2 separate regions of the Mus musculus genome follow, and region 1 is linked to region 2. Evidence: chromatin contacts called from public Hi-C data. All regions are on one chromosome and are shown on one strand. Each heading gives the region's core, a stretch centred on a gene start, on an enhancer-like site or on the middle of the called end of the contact. The rest is flanking DNA. Distances are from core to core; before and after follow the strand shown.

Region 1 (4,696 bases), core at 1,959-4,458, 190 kb after region 2:
TTGTGCAATACTGTGGGGTCCCCTGCTCCCCAGCATTTGTGAACAGAAGGGTCAGGAGCTGGGATTTCCTTGACAGAGGATTGGTTTTATTGTCGATCTAATTTCTTTAAAAAAAAAAAATACCCAGCTAGTCTCTTTCCAGTTACGCTAGTGTGAGCCAGTTTATTTCTGAAAGGTTTTATCCATTTTCCCTTGAGTTTTGAAGTCTATTTGTAAAAAATATTAGCATCCCCCTCTCCCATGTCAACCTTTTAAAGGCCTTCCACATAGATGATCTTCTCAAAATAGTCTTGATAACGTGATTTTTCTCTTTACTCATGGTCAGTTGTTATTGAATTAAAAAATTATGAAAGAGGATCCAGCCAGATTTCACTCTCATATGTTAATATTTTCCCTATTTTGTTGACTTGATTCTTGTTTTTATTGGATGTGGTTTGTCCTTTTTATAGTTCCTAAAAATGGAAGTTTATATAGTTTCAAAACCTTCTTTTCCTCCTGTTCATTTAAATGTAGCAATTTCCACGTGTCCCCGGATTTAGCTTCATTAGCTAGTCGTATATATTGCACATTGTAAAGTTTATTTAGCAATGCTTTATTTCATTAATATTAGGTCCTAACAGTTTCTAATTTTCGCCATGATTTCCCTTTTGTCTCATGTATTTGGCTCTGCACACACTTGATCATGATGCATAAACTTTTTAATGTGGATGTTTTGTTACTTTTTGCTAGTATTTTATTGAGGTTTTTTTTTTCATATCTGTGTTCATTAGGGTTATCGGTCTTTAGTTTTTGTTATGTCTTTGTTAGCTTCTGTTATCAGGGTAGTTAATGCTGATCTCGTTGGATGAGTCTGGAGACTTCCCCGATGTCACTTATGTTTGATAGTTTAATGGCTGATACTAGTATTTTTAAAAGTTGGAGCTGGGCAGTGGTGGCACGCCTTTAATCCTAGTACTTTGGAGGCAGAGGCAGGTGGATTTCTGAGTTTGAGGCCAGGTTGGTCTACAGAGTGACCAGTACAGCCAGGGCTACACAGAGAAACCCTGTCTCAAAAAACAAAAACAAACAAACAAACAAAAACCCAACAACAAACAAACAAAAAAAGTCAGGATAGGTGTCAGCAGCAAAGCTACTTGGTACTGGCCTTTCTCACTGGGCAGGTTCTTACTATTGATTTGAAACCATTGCTTGTTGTTAGCCTCCTCAGGTTTCCTGCTTCTTCAGGGTTTTTTCTGGGTTGCTGCTGTCTCTAGTTTATTCACACCCCCTTCTGGCTTATTGTTCTATAATTGTTCTTGCAGCCTCTCATGCTTTCTTATCTCTGTGGAGTACCAGTTACTCAACGTCTTTTGGGTCCCTGAGTCGTCGGTTGAGTGTTTTACCCACCTCTTATTCCAACTAAGAGCTTGTCAATCTTGTTTCTCCGAAAGACGTCTTTTGTCATTGATCCATTGAATGTGGTTTTTTTATTGTTGTTGTTGTTTTGTTTTTGTTTTTGTTTTTTAAGTCTTAACCACCTTCTTCTTCTTCTTCTTCTTCTTCTTCTTCTTCTTCTTCTTCTTCTTCTTCTTCTTCTTCTTCTTCTTCTTCTTCTTCTTTCTTCTTCTTCTTCTTCCTTCTTCTTCTTCTTCTTCTTCCTTCTTCTTCTTCTTCTTCTTCTTCTTCTTCTTCTTCTTCTTCTTCTTCTTCTTCTTCTTCTTTCTTCTTCCTCTTCCTCTTCCTCTTCCTCTTCCTCTTCCTCCTCCTCTTCCTCCTCCTCCTCCTCCTCCTCTTCTTCTTCTTCCTTCTTCTTCTTCTTCTTCTTCTTCTTCTTCTTCTTCTTCTTCTTCTTCTTCTTCTTCTTCTTCTTCTTTCTTCTTCCTCCTCCTCTTCCTCCTCTTCCTCCTCCTCCTCCTCCTCTTCCTCCTCCTCCTCCTTCTCCTCCTCCTCCTCCTCCTCCTCCTCCTCCTCCTCCTCCTCCTCCTCCTCCTCCTCTTCCTCCTCCTCCTCCTTCTCCTCCTCCTTCTTCTTCTTCTTCTTGGTTTTTCGAGACAGGGTTTCTCTGTATAGCCCTGGCTGTCCTGGAACTCGTATCTGGTTGTAATTATAACCTTTGGCCAGTATAACCTTACATCCACAGACCCCTACATATAGCTGTTCTTATGACACTTAGAAACTCTGTCTTCATACACATAGGTTTCAGTGTGTATTCTCTTTTTTATTAATATGCTGCTGATAATATTGGTATGAGCAATATACCAATTAGCTTATCAATTCTCAAGGCCTTAAACCATGGGTTCATCATGCTTTAAGAAAGACAGCAATAGCTTTTTCTCTGTCAGTCTAATAGATCCGCCTTGAAGAGGGTACTTTCTCTTGGAAATAAAATGATATGAGTCATCTCAGCTCACAAAGGTGGCACCATTCCCTTCCCCAGGTACGGATATGGGGCTGCCTTGCCTCTTCCAAGAGAAGAGGAGGGTACTAAACTGACTATTTACACCCTCAGTAGGAACAAAATAAGACTATCACTTTAGGGGCTGGAGAGATGGCTCAGCTCAGCAGTTGAAGAACACTGGCTCTTAACCTCTTCCAAAGGTCTGAGTTCAATTCTCAGCACAACCACATGGTGGATCAGGACCATCCATAATGGGATTGGATGCCCTCTTCTGGCGTCCGGGTGTACATGCAGACAGAGCACTCATACATAAACTAAATAAATCATTTTTTTTTTTAAAAAAAGGATTATTGTTTTTATTTCTTTTTCTTCTCTTCATTTTAGATGACCATTTTTATTCTAATGTAAGAATGAATGAATTGGTATGGATTTGGGTGGGTGGGGAAATGGGGAGGATGGGAGGTGTTGAGGGAAGGAAAACTGTAATATAAATATATTGTATAAAAGTAAATTTTAATAAAAAATTATTTCCTCTATGACTAAAAAGAGAGACTATTGTTTTATAGTTAAAAAAAAACTTTGGAAAGATTCCAAGCAAATCTACTTAAATACTGCACCTGAGCCATATTTAACTGCTCTTTGCCCAGTTAAGCCAAAGCCACAGCAGTTTATCAGTAGCTCAATGTTCCCCAGAGCTGATCATCTGGACAAGATGAAATTTTCTTACATAACCTAGAGTCCTTTGCCCATCCGACATCACTTATGACCTTTGCCCATCCAACATCACTTATGACCTTTGCCCATCCAACATCACTTATGACCTTCAACCTTGCAAGCCTGCTTGTGTGTTTGTTTTGTTTTTGCAATGCTATGGGCCTGACTCACTGGGCTCTGTCGTACCCGAGGCACCCTGCTGGTTTGGGGGAACCTTCTCATAGTTTTCCTTACAGATGAGCTTGCATAGATCTAGCTAGGAAAATGCTGTTTTCTGTCCATATACATATTCTGCCAGGTCTCATGTTTGTCTGGCAAATAAGCCCTTCAATCTTATGGTCCAGAAGGATGAAGGTGATCCTGGTGTCACTGAATCTAAAGCCCTCCAAGGTCTTGTCTTAGTATAAACAAGGGTCCTCACAGGTACCTGACTATAGATGTCCCTCCATGGATCTCCTAGTCTAGATATATACATATACATATACATATACATATACATTAAACACTATACCACACACACACACACACACACACACACAGAGAGAGAGAGAGAGAGAGAGAGAGAGAGAGAGAGAGAGAGAGAGAGAGAGCTATGTAGAGATATATACCACACACTGATCACCACCACCACCACCTGACTATTAGGTATTATTAGGTATCATTTATGTTCTCTTTAAAGCAGTGGGAACTTAGGTACAGGACACTTCCTGAACTCATAGCAGGGAAGGAACACATCAGACACTGGCTGGTCTCCAGGTTTAGGAGGCAGATTCTCAATACAAAGAGCTCAGTCATTGGAACCAAAGGCTGAGGTCCCTGCTGGGTCAAGTTCCTTTGGACAGGTTATAAAAATGAGGAACTCCATCTGAAATGAGGGTATATATGCACGTGAATGTATGTGCATGTACCCAGCTTGGGCAGCAAGGAGAGAGGACATACCATTCAGACTGGGGCTTGGTTGAGGTGGCTGCTGGGAGACTCTGTAAGAGAGCATAGACAATTTGGGTGGAGGGTCAGGAGAGCCCATCTGGTGTGAGTGCAAGATTTGAGGATAGAAAAACTGGAGAGCAGCTATTATTAGGAGTCAAAGGGTGGTGAGCCAGGCTGGGTGGGTCTCAGAGCATGGTTTTAGTCTGTGTGAGTCTTTGAGGATCCAACGGGTGGTGTAGGCAGTTAGGAGGCTGCTTCTATGAGATTCTGGTTTCCAAAGCAGGAAAGAAGGCAGACAAGTGTAGAAGACAAGATCAATGAGACCTGAGGTCTCCCTAGATGTGACAAAGGAAAGGGTGTGTGTGTAAAGGGGGATAGAGGAGGAACAAAGCTAAATCAGCTTGAGACTGGTAGAGTGACAGATGAAATTCACGTCCTCTGACTCCATAGCAAGGTCAAGTCGAGTCTGCATCAGTAGCTGAGTGCATCAGAAACATTATGGACTGACCACCCACAGCATCCTTCAGGAAGGCTTCCCGGGCAGAGCTGGTCTAGGTTCCCTGGAGGCCCATGTGAGGCTTCTGTCCTTCAGGAAGCAGTGACCTCTCCAAGCAGTTGCCTGGCTTCTCAAGAACACAAGAAACTGGAGCCCTGAGGTTTAGCTTTATTGAATGA
Region 2 (4,970 bases), core at 2,236-4,735:
GACTGTGCAGAGTTTTATAGGGACACGGGCTGGAAAGTGTGAGGAAGGTTCTCACTAATTGGTGGCCTAAATGGCTCTCTTAATGAGCAGGGTGTGAGTTCCTATTTGGCAAATCTGCCTAAGGTTGCGGCTCTGGGGAGATGCTGGGCTGGAAGTTTAGATTATTCTGCAGCTTCTAAAGCAAAGATCTACTTAGAAAACATGATGTCACTGAGGATGGTTTGATTACCCTGCAGGGCGCTGGCAGCAGAGGCCCCTCCTGCCTCCATTTGTATTATCTTAGGATGGGGACGAGAAAAACACTTTGAAATAGGAGGGAAGATGCTTCTGGGTGGGGTTGGGGAGGGGAGAGGAAAGAGGAAAGAATGAGAGAGACAGGCAAGAGAGAGACAGATGTGTGTGTGTGTATGTGTGTGTGTGTGTGTGTGAGAGAGAGAGAGAGGGGGGGGGGTGGAGTGGGATGGGGGAGGATGCCCAAGCACAGGGAAGAAGAGAAATAGAGGAGGGGGGTGGTGGAAATGGACCCAGAAGCAGACATAGAAAGCACACCACATACAGGGACCTAAGCGATTTTACAGACTATACAATGATTTGCAACTAGAAGTACTAGCTTGAGACCCCTTCAGTCCACCCTAGGGTCTTTAATACTGACCCAAATGCAAGTGGCTGTGTGGGAGTGGGGGCACAGATATCATATCTGTTTGTAAAGGTCAGGACTGAGTCCTGAGAACCCTCGAGGTTCTTTGTGGCTGATGCCCCGAGTTCTTTCTCTCTTCTCTTCTCCCTTCCCCTCCAGCTTTGATTTCTCCCTCTCTTCCTCTCTCCCAATCTTTCTTTCTTCCTCCTATGGGGCTTGAGACAAGACCTCTAGCCAAGGCTGGCATCCACATCCAACATCTGGAGTGCTGGGATGCTGGGCTTTGTGTGAGCCAAGCAAACAATCTACAACTGACCCACATCCCCAACTAAGCTTCCCTTTTTCTTCCTTTCTGCTTCCCTTTCCCCTCTTCTTTCTCACCTTAGATAATACTGTCTAAGTTTGTGTCTTGTATTTGGCCAGCTCCTCATTCTACTGAGTGCTTGATGTCTAGTGTATCATTTCATCAAAAAACCCCTTCCCCTCTATTTTTGTTTAGGTCATTCTTGCTTCAACGTGAAGCAAGATAAGCAAAAGACAAAACAGAACACAACTGAGAACAGAGCAACAACTTATTTCACTGTTGATACTGACATACTGTCATATAGCCTGCCACATTTTTGTCTACAATCGGGCACTCCAAGATCTTCTAGGAGGCCAAGGTTGTAATCCTAGCATGCCGAAGGTGGAGGTAGTAGAATCAGGGGTTTAAGGTAACCCTGGGCTACCCAACAGAAATCCTGTTTCAAAACCATCAGGACTGGAGAGATGGCCCAGCAGTTAGAGCCCTGGCTGCTCTTACAGAGGATAACAATAGTCTGTAACGCCCAGTTTCACAGTATCCTAGGCCCCCTTCTGGCCTTTTCAGACACTGCATGCATGTGTTGCATATAACAGACATGCAAGACAAAGCAGTCATAACCATTTAAATAAAGAAAAACAAGAGCCAAACAACAGCAAAGCAAGCAAGCAACCAAACAAACCCAAGACTCTTGCACGCTAACCACGCTGCAACAGGATCCTTCTGCACATGTTTATTGGGAGAGCTTGATTGCAGAGGCGAAGAGACCCCGAGCCCAGAATTGGTGCTGCTTATATAGGCCTAGGAGAGTCCTGTCTCACACTTGGATTGGTTATGCACTAAGCCTCATTTGCATGTTCCTTATCTGATTGGCTACTCTCTCTTTGTACCTCACAGAGCCTCATTATCATACCTCATTTGCATGTCTCACATCTGATTGGTTATATTCCCAAAGCCTCATTATCATGCCCGGACCAGGCAGTGTCTTTGCAAAAAACTTTACTGCATATGTACACATTGGTTGTTTGTCCAAACTTATGCGTGGTGGCCAGCAGTAGTCAGTGCCACTCTGCAACGGCACATGTGGCTTCCCACACAAGAGGAACAAGGAGAGTGTCCGAAAGTGGAGGCCTAGGTTTGAAGGAGTAATGTGATCTTGGTTGACTCAGTTTCCCCGGCCTCACCTGGAAACAATCTTGGCAATGCCAGCTGGTAACCACGGCCATCGCATGCTGAGAGACTATGTTTTTGTCTCAAAGAAGCTTCTAGATGGTCTCCTTTTGCCAACACACAAAGGATAGACCTGGTTGCTGGGCCCACCCAGCCACCCCTCCCTTCCTCGGGCCTCACCCTAACCTTCTCCGTTTTCACCGTTTCTGCGGAGTCTTTGGAAATCTCTGCACTCTGACTTCCCCTCCATCTGTACCAACAAACTCAAAAGTGCTGCTCCAGCGCTCTCTGAATCCCCAGGGTGTCCTCAGCACAGAAATGGTGCATGCTGGGGCTTGTGGTGGCACCTAGGGAAGGGGATGGGAGGCGCCCTCCTCTGGCTGGGGGATGATTTTTCTCTTGGACTTTCCTGGCCTAGTTTCCGTGGCCCTGTGCTCAGGTCCCAGGGCCAGGGCTATGGGCGGGGGCAACCTTTAGGCTCCCAGCAGGAAGGCTTTCAAGTGGATGCCAGCTGGCCTCAGGGGTGCGGGTGCCTTGGGCCTGGCACGGCCAGAGTGGGAGCTGCAGTGAGAAAAACACTGTTGGAGAGCTGCCTGGTGGGAAGGGCAACAAGAGTAAGTAGACCTAAGGGTCCCAGCGCCGGCATAGGCAGAGATCAGAAAGGCCATCATGCCACCGTGCAAAGGAGTCAACTGGCTTATTTCATCCAAAAAGAGTCACTGCAGAGGCAGGAGGAACATTCTGCCTGCCCAGGTGGAAAACAGCTTCTGAAGGCTGCCTTAGTCCCCACCCCAGGCTCAGAAGCCTAATCAGGTCAAGCAGGCTCCCTGGCCAAACACACTGGCATTGTTCAAAGTCACTACCTTCCCCCTCCTGTCCCTAATCCCCACAGAGAGCACAGTTCTGACAAAGGAGGGCCCGAGGGACAGGGCTGGGAGGACAGAGGTCCAGGGTCCCAAGGAAGCAAGGGCGCTCACCAGCCTTTCTCTCTCTCCAGCTGGTTGTTTTCTATCCCAAGCTGCCAGCCCTGGCAAAGCGAGGGCTGTTTTTGTTAGCTTATGGGCACTTGAGCAAACCGCCCCGAAAGGTCAGTCCTGGTCCCAGGCGGCCTGGGACCGGGCAGCCTATTTGGGAGGTGTGGAGAGAAAGGAAACTACGCCCCCCCCACCTCCCCACCCCCGCCCCCAGATGACTTCATTGGAGCGGGAAATGAGCGGGCAAGTGGAGGGAGGCTGTTTCTGGAATACTCTGGCTACCCTATAATATTTAAATAGGGCTGAGGTCAGCAGTTTATCTGCTTTCTCAAGCCCTGGGGCAAACCTGGGTGAGCCTTGGTTTGCAAAGAGATCAACCAGTCACTGCCGTAGGCTTCCTGACCCCTACTCAGCCCTGGCCACCGGAAGTTGACCTTTGAGGTCTATTCTAGGCTTTGGGCAAACATTACTGAGCATACATCACATGCCTGTTGCCCAATCTAGAGGTGGAGGCAGAAGCAGTAAGGGGTTCCGCAGATGATAGCCAGCCCTCCAACTTGCTTGGGACTTTCCCAGTTTTGAGCCAGAACATGTTCTATCTATGGAGGCTCAGGAAACCACTTAGCTCTGGGCAGGACTTGGAGAGTTGCTCATGGAACTTTAGAAGGTCCTGATAAGTGAAGCCATATGCCAAGGAGTGAATGCAGACATGGGAATTGATTGGAAGGAGGCAGAAGCCCTCCTGGAAGGGAGGTGTCTACTGGCTTCCTCTGCTTGTAAGGTTCTTTCGTGTTTGTGTATGAGGAGCTGGGATGTAGCTTGCTTAGCATTCGTGAACTCTGTGATCCCTGAGGCACTCCATACACCAGAATTGGTGGCACGTGCCTGTAATCCCAGCACACCCCCCACGAGGATCTGAAGTTCAAGGTCAGCTACAAAGTGAGTTAGAGACCAGCCCAGGCTACAGACCCTGTCTCATAAAAGCAAAAGCAAAACCAACCAAACAAAAAATACCAACCCAAAACAACATAGATCGCAAACACTAACAACAACAGATGTTTAAAATTTCTCTCAGACATTTGTAAAAAGGTCATATATATCCCTATTATTTCATTCTCTCTGTTTTATGTAATTGTTTCTTGGCTACTTAATATTCCTAATTTCTGCTTTTAGTATATATAGCCTAGCAAAGAATGTGTCCTACATTGTAACACTGGTAAATTAATTTACTACTTTTTTTCTGGTAAATCTCTTATGATTTTTCTATATTTGTCTATGAGGTCTATGAATAAAGACATTTTGCCTCTGCTTTTCCAAGATTTAGTTGCTAATCTGGTGTCTTCAGAAATGATTTCCAAGTAAACATTGAACAGAAGTGGAGATGAAAGTATTACGTCATTCTTCGTTTTAGAGGAAAAAATTCCTCTCACTACTGAGTATATGATTAGCAATAGACTTAAAAATATAAATTAATGTTCTTCATAAGTTGAAAGATTTCCCTCTATTTATAATTTGCTTTTTATATTCCAAGGTTTTTTTTTTTTTTTTTTTTTTGAGCCTTGTCAAATGATTTTCTATTGGAATGGCTATGTAGTTTTTCTCCTCTGTTTTGCCAGAGTGGTGAATGATAGCAACTGGTTTTCAAATGTCAAAGCAGTATTACATTCCTGGAATCCACCCTACTTAATAACTGTTAATTTACTATTTAATAAATTCTATTACAAAGTTCTTTTTTTTTTAAAAGATTTATTTATTTATTATATGTAAGTACACTGTAGCTGTCTTCAGACACTCCAGAAGAGGGCATCGGATCTTGTTACAGATGGTTGTGAGCCACCATGTGGTTGCTGGGATTTGAACTCCAGACCTCTGGAAGAGCAGTCGGGTG

The links. Hi-C and Micro-C count contacts between places; a contact is called where the count stands out from the background.
Region 1: a Hi-C map of liver shows a contact between it and region 2, with 2.5 times the contacts expected there. The contact joins two enhancer-like sites. A contact is called at or near these places in 2 of 484 Hi-C or Micro-C datasets (female germline stem cells and liver), 1 of 115 datasets of contacts at active chromatin or transcription factors (pancreatic cancer cells) and 1 of 9 other capture datasets (pancreatic islet).

Annotation. Positions count from the first base shown.
Region 1 is chr14:66,079,708-66,084,403 of GRCm38.p6, forward strand. It overlaps Ephx2 (epoxide hydrolase 2, cytoplasmic), which reads right to left. Exons shown (of 19, transcript NM_007940.4): 19 at 4,665-4,696. Among named protein-coding and RNA genes, the nearest start is that of Adam2, 4.3 kb to the left of the region's middle. Within about 2 kb of position 3,209, at least 7 of the 459 cell types and tissues checked have an H3K27ac peak or open chromatin away from gene starts, as enhancers often do. A contact at or near this core is called in liver, where this site is marked.
Region 2 is chr14:65,887,281-65,892,250 of GRCm38.p6, forward strand. No RefSeq gene overlaps it. Among named protein-coding and RNA genes, the nearest start is that of Gm41181, 13 kb to the right of the region's middle. Within about 2 kb of position 3,486, at least 55 of the 459 cell types and tissues checked have an H3K27ac peak or open chromatin away from gene starts, as enhancers often do. A contact at or near this core is called in liver, where this site is marked.